Linked DNA regions of Mus musculus: region 2 is linked to region 1. A link is a contact called in public HiChIP or PLAC-seq data. All regions are on one chromosome and are shown on one strand. The core of a region is the stretch at or near the end of the contact, and the rest is flanking DNA. Distances in the headings are between cores, read along the strand shown. Region 1 holds the start of Il11 (interleukin 11). Region 2 overlaps Isoc2a (isochorismatase domain containing 2a).

The links. HiChIP or PLAC-seq counts read pairs in DNA pulled down with a chosen protein or histone mark.
Region 2: an H3K27ac HiChIP or PLAC-seq map of embryonic stem cells shows a contact between it and region 1, with 6 read pairs. The contact joins the enhancer-like site here to the promoter of Il11 in region 1. A contact is called at or near these places in 4 of 39 promoter capture datasets (cranial neural crest, embryonic stem cells, liver and 1 more), 6 of 115 datasets of contacts at active chromatin or transcription factors (the SCID.adh cell line, bone marrow-derived macrophages, embryonic stem cells and 1 more) and 3 of 9 other capture datasets (adipose tissue, liver and pancreatic islet).

The regions. Positions count from the first base shown.
Region 1 is chr7:4,776,691-4,779,472 of GRCm38.p6, reverse strand. It overlaps Il11 (interleukin 11), which reads left to right and starts at 1,332. Exons shown (of 5, transcript NM_008350.4): 1 at 1,332-1,493. The coding sequence starts at 1,487.
Region 2 is chr7:4,893,968-4,896,667 of GRCm38.p6, reverse strand. Isoc2a (isochorismatase domain containing 2a) reads right to left here. Exons shown (of 6, transcript NM_001101598.1): 6 at 951-1,351. The coding sequence ends at 1,268. Among named protein-coding and RNA genes, the nearest start is that of Gm36210, 12 kb to the left of the region's middle. Within about 2 kb of position 1,292, at least 5 of the 459 cell types and tissues checked have an H3K27ac peak or open chromatin away from gene starts, as enhancers often do. A contact at or near this core is called in embryonic stem cells, where this site is marked.

The sequences.
Region 1 (2,782 bases), core at 83-2,582:
GATAAACTGTAACCATGAGATCAAAAACATTTCTCTAGTAGTAGTTTGTACAAGACTCCTCACTGTGGCATTTAGGGGTAGGAAGGGATGTATGTGTGTCTGGGAGTGTATGTATATGTGGGTAGATTATCTGTACTTACATGCAAGTGTACAGAGGCCAGAGGGGGACACTGGGAAGTTCTAGCACTCTCAACCTTACGCTCTTGAGAAAGGGTCTCTCACTGAACCTGGAGCTAGGCTGGAAGACAAGCCCTAGTGACCCCGCCATCTCCACCTCTCCACCCACAGGGCTGCAGTTACACATGCTCAGCTTTTTATATACGTGCTGTGGATTCAACTCAGCTCCTCATGTTTGTGCAGCAAGCACTCTTACCCCCTGGGTCATCTCCTTAGCCATAGAAGATAGTCTCAGCCCCATTTACAGAACTGGCAAGTTGGGGGGAAGGGCAGCAACACAGCCAGAGACACCTCTGTAGAAAGCCTTTATTCCTTTTTCTTTTGGTCCTCAGCTACCTCATCTAACCTGTCTCCCAGGTGACCTCATCTTTGGTATTCTTCTGCAGCCTGAGTCTTCTCTTCCCATGTCTGTGGCCCCTTTCCGCTTGGGGATCGCTGCTTCTTTTTTAAAATGGGGTTTCAAGTAGCCCAGGTTAGCTTCAGTCTCACTGTGTAGCTAAGGATGACCTTGAACTTACTTCTGAACCTCCTGCTTTCGCCTTCCCAGTGCTGAGAGTGCAGGTGTGTATGTACCATCACTCTGCCAATTGAGCCACATCCTCAGCTCCTCAGTTCCCAGTGTCTCTCCATCTCAGAGGCTAGGTATCTCTATATCCTGCTGTCCCCATCTCTGTGCATTTGTCAGCCATTCTGGGTTTAGAGGCTCCATCTCTGCCCCAGTGTTCTCTCTGTCGTCCAGATTCTCCCCCCTCACCTCCACCTCCTCAGGCCCTGGACTTGCCTCTTCTACTGCCTCACCATCTCTCAGTACTAGTCCTGGTCCATGCAGACCACCACCCACAGCCAGGCTCCATAGAGCTCTTGAGCCTTGTGTGTCTGTCCCAGCCCGTGGAGGTGGAGGGAGGGGACGCCAATGACCTCACCGGCCCCTCTCAGACCACCCCCCCTTCACTTTTCAACTTTTCCAACTTTTCCTTCCGTGCCCTCCTCCAAGCAAGGCGGTGTGAGCCCTGCTAGGCAGCCGGCTCGTCTGAATGGAAAAGGCAGGAGGGAGGGTGAGTCAGGATGTGTCAGGCCGCCCTCCCCTGCTGCCTGCCCCCCGCCCGCCCGCCCCGGCCCCCTATATAACCCCCCAGGCGTACACACTCCCTCACTGCCTGGCCCTTGCTGCTCACACTCACAAACCTCCCCTCCCCAGGCCGAGGCCCAGCTGACCCCCTGGGTCCCCCGGCAGCGGACAGGGAAGGGTTAAAGCCCCCCCCCCCGGCTCCCTGCCCCCTGCCCTGGGGAACCCCTGGCCTGTGGGGACATGAACTGTAAGTTGGTTCCAGTTCATGGGTGAGGGGACAGGGTTGGGGGGGGGGAAGGATTGAGGGAGTGGGGAGGATGCGAAGCAGAGTAGGGACAGAGGGATAGAAAAGAGGAGTCACGGGGAGTCAGATTGAGAAAGAATAGTGAGAAAAGTGGGAGTTTAAGAGAAGAGATGGACAGAGAAAGAGACAGAACAAGGCAAGGGACAGCCAGACAAGGACAGAGGGACAGATGCTGGGAGGGAGGTGATCCTTAAGGGATCGGGTATCCCAGGGAGTCAGTGGGAATCTAGGAACAGAGACAACCACGAACTCCAACAGCGCGTCTCAGGGTGGGAAACTGAGGCAGAGAATCCCAGATGACAGCAAGCCCCAGAGGACGAGAAACAGGCAGGGGAGGCAGACGAAAGAGAGGTGCGGACAGAGAGCTTAAAGAGCCAGACAGATGCGCACCGGCTAGGGGACGGGTGCACCGACAGACGGCCCAGGAGGGGCTTGCGAAGGACTAGGCATAGCTAGAGGGGACCAGGGGGCGGGCTGGGGGTGTGATACTTGAGCTTGGTGGCCCGGGGGGCTCTGATTGGCTGGCTGTCTCAGAGGTGGGCGGGGCAGCTGGGGGATGGGCAGCCGGCAAAGGAGCTGTCCCTAGCCCCTGAGCCCCGAACGCGGCCCGACGGGTCTTCAGCTGCGTGCGTCCCTGAGCGCCTCTCAGACCAGGTGCGCCCAGGTCCTCCCCGACCCAACGGCCCAGCCCTCTGCAGCCACCTTTGAGGGCATATGGGAATGGGTCCAGGCACCTTCCTGGAGAGGAATCCGTGTGTTCGGGTGTCAGCTCCAGTCTCTGACTCCTACCACTGTTCCCAGGCCGGCTAGGGCTCCCGGGGCAGGGGAGGGGGGCAGGTTCTGGCCTGTACCTCCCCCCCCCCCGTCATGCCCCGCCCCGGGGCCCAGATTCCGGCGTCCGGGGGCGGACGGGAGACGCCCGGCCCGTCTACCCGCCCCGGGCCGCGTCTGCTCCGACGGGCGGGGCAGCCAGAGCCAGGGAGGGAGAGGGAAGCCCGCCCGGGCTCGGGCTTTGCGACCTGCCCCGGGGCGCCCCACCCTGAGACTCAAGACCTCCAGGTCCTCCTCCCTCAGATCCAGGCGTTCAGACTCCAGCCCTCCTCCCTCAGACCCAGGAGCCCAAACCTCAGCTCTTCTCCCTAGAACCTGGAGTCCAGAGTCTAGCCCTTATTCTGCAGATCCAGGGTCCCGAGGCCCAGCCTGCCCTCCCTCAGACCCAGAATCCAGGCTCC
Region 2 (2,700 bases), core at 43-2,542, 120 kb before region 1:
CTGTGTCTAGCGTATCCACACGGTATATGCTACACACCAGGTAATCACTTAGGCACCATCTCAGTTAACAGAAGGGCTGTCCCAGTTCCACAGTGCTTGTGTTCCAGGAACCCTTATGAGAGTGGTGACCGGTATAGAAAGGCAAACTCACTTGCAAGACTTTCTCCTGAGAAGAACAGTGCATCTGTCTCTTCAATGGCATCTCCGACACCCAGCTGACTCCACTCCACCCTAGGCTTCCTCTCCATAGCTTTATGGACTGCCCGTGCAAGGGCTTCATGAGGGAAACCTGTCCCTGCCACACTGTCTGATTTTCCAGGCCCTTCTCTGGCACCTCGGTGCAAACCTGCACAACGTGGATGTGAGGGCCTGCCTCGTGGAGAGGGGCCAGCGGGGTTGTACTATCTGAGATGGGGTGTATGGCTGGTTTTGTGTGTCAACTGGACACAAGCTAGACTCATCCGAGAGAAAACAGCCTCAGGTGAGGAACCGCCTCCATGAGATCCAGCTGTAAGGCATTTCTCAGTTAGTGATCAATGTGGAGGGTCATAGCCCATTGTGGGGGTTGCCAGGCGGTTCTGGACTCTATAAGAAAGCAGGCTGAGCAAACCATGGGAAGCAAGGCCTACAATAGCACACTTCTGTGGCCTCTACATCAGCTCCTGCCGTCTGGTTCCAGCTATGATCTGCTAAGTGTATGCCAAGAAAACCCTTTCCTCCCCAACCTGCTTTTTGATCATCGTGCTTTGTCTCAGCAGCCGAAACCCTAAGACATGGGGACAGCCAGAAACTCAAGACGCACACACTGCCTATCCTGCAGATGTGGCCTCTGTTGGCCCAGCCTGGAGGTGGGAAGAGGCACCCCCTCTCCTCAACCTCCAAAGACCCATCTCCTTCTCTCACCTGCACACCCCCAGTAGCCCCTGGGACACCCCACAAACGCAATAGTGTTTCAGTTCACAGTCACATCAATGTTTACTCAGAATATGGGTCCCAGTCTGTGACACTTTTTTTGCCCTTTGCTTATGAGGTAGACCTAAGCAGAGTCCCCTCTCCACCTCTCTTCAGTCAACCCCCGCCCCCCCTCCACCCCCCCACCCCCTCCACCCCCCCACCCCCCCCACTCCCTACCCCCATCCCCACCCCTTCTAGCACTCAGGAGTCTCATTTGCATTTCCAGGACCAGCAGTTCACCCCTCCTCTCCCGTAGGGCAGATGCTCCCACCGACGACAGAGTAAGTCTGTTGTCTCAGTCATGGCCTGGAGTTCAGCAAGAGGTGAGGGGGCTCTGGCCTTGGAAGAGGCTCAGCAGCCCGCTGTCCGGGACCGGCTCCTTAATGATCTTCTGAATCTGTGGACAGAGGTCAACAAGTTGAGAAGCCCCACCTCTCTCGTCCTCCTGGCAGCCTCTCTCCCCAAGCCAATCGCTCTCCTAAACCGGTCTCCTGGAGGCTGGAGAGCCGGCTTAGCCGTTCAGAGCATTTTCCGTTCTTGCAGAGGACCTGGGTTCAGTTCCCACCTCCCACATGGCTGCCTGAAACGCTAACTCCAGTCACAAAGGATCCAGTGCCGTGTTCTGGACTCCTTGGGCACTGTACACATGATTTGCAAAACACATATACAGGCAAAGCATCCACATACATAAAGTAAAATAGAAACAGTTTTAGTGTATTCTGAGGCTAGACATGGAGGGGCATACCTTCAACGTAGAGCTTAGGAGGCAGAAGCAAGCAATAGCTCTGATGTTGAAGCCAGCCTGATCTACAATTAGAGTTTCAGACCAGCCATGGTTATATAGTAAGCCCTTGTCCTAAAAAGTGGGGGATCCCCTGGGAATGGCCTGAGGATAGGATTCAGTGTATAAGACATGTGTGCCAGTGTCAAGTTCTGATGCCCAGAACTCACATAAGCGCTGGCTGGGCAGGGCCTGCTGTAATTGCAGCCTCTAAATCCCAGAGCGAGCTGGCTCCTGAGAAGCTACCCACATCCTCAGGCTCCAGGGTTGACAGTCAGGCCTTACCTGTACGCATACGGCGGAGAGCGGTCAAGGAAGGTTCCAGACGTGAACCTCACGCCTCGTCACGCATACACATCTCACCACATACATGCAAATGTTCACATACACCCACTCTGCACACAGGCCCACAGAAATGGAAGTAAAGGAAAAATGGCGTTTTAATCTACTTCTTGAAGTACCTGCCTGGTTGAGCTAATTGCCGCCATCTTGGTCTGCTCTGTTGCCCTGGACCATTAGTGGTAGACAGATCTCTCTTGGGGTCTCTTCCTCTTCTTCATTAATCTTATCTTCCCCATCATTCCATTAGACCCTCAGCTCCTGCACAGGGCCAAACTGTGCCCATAAACTCTTGCCCCATTTACAACAACTCCCTCTTGGACAGGAGAAATCAAGCACATTAGCGACATTGGTTCATCTCCAGAAATCCAAAGTGTGTATGCCCACAGCCTCCACCCTGGCTGCTACACCACCTCCAGTAGGATCTGTGTGACAAGTTCCACGGGCTGAGGCGATTGACCTCAAAAGGGGGAGGCCTCCTAGAACCGGTCGTGGAACTCTTCGCTGGAGAAAAATTATTGAGCCGTAGTTCTCATGGCAACCTAGCTGTTTTGTTTTCTCTTATTCCTTTTCTTTTCTTTCCTTTTCTTTTTTTAGATGTATTTATTTATTTTATGTATATGAGT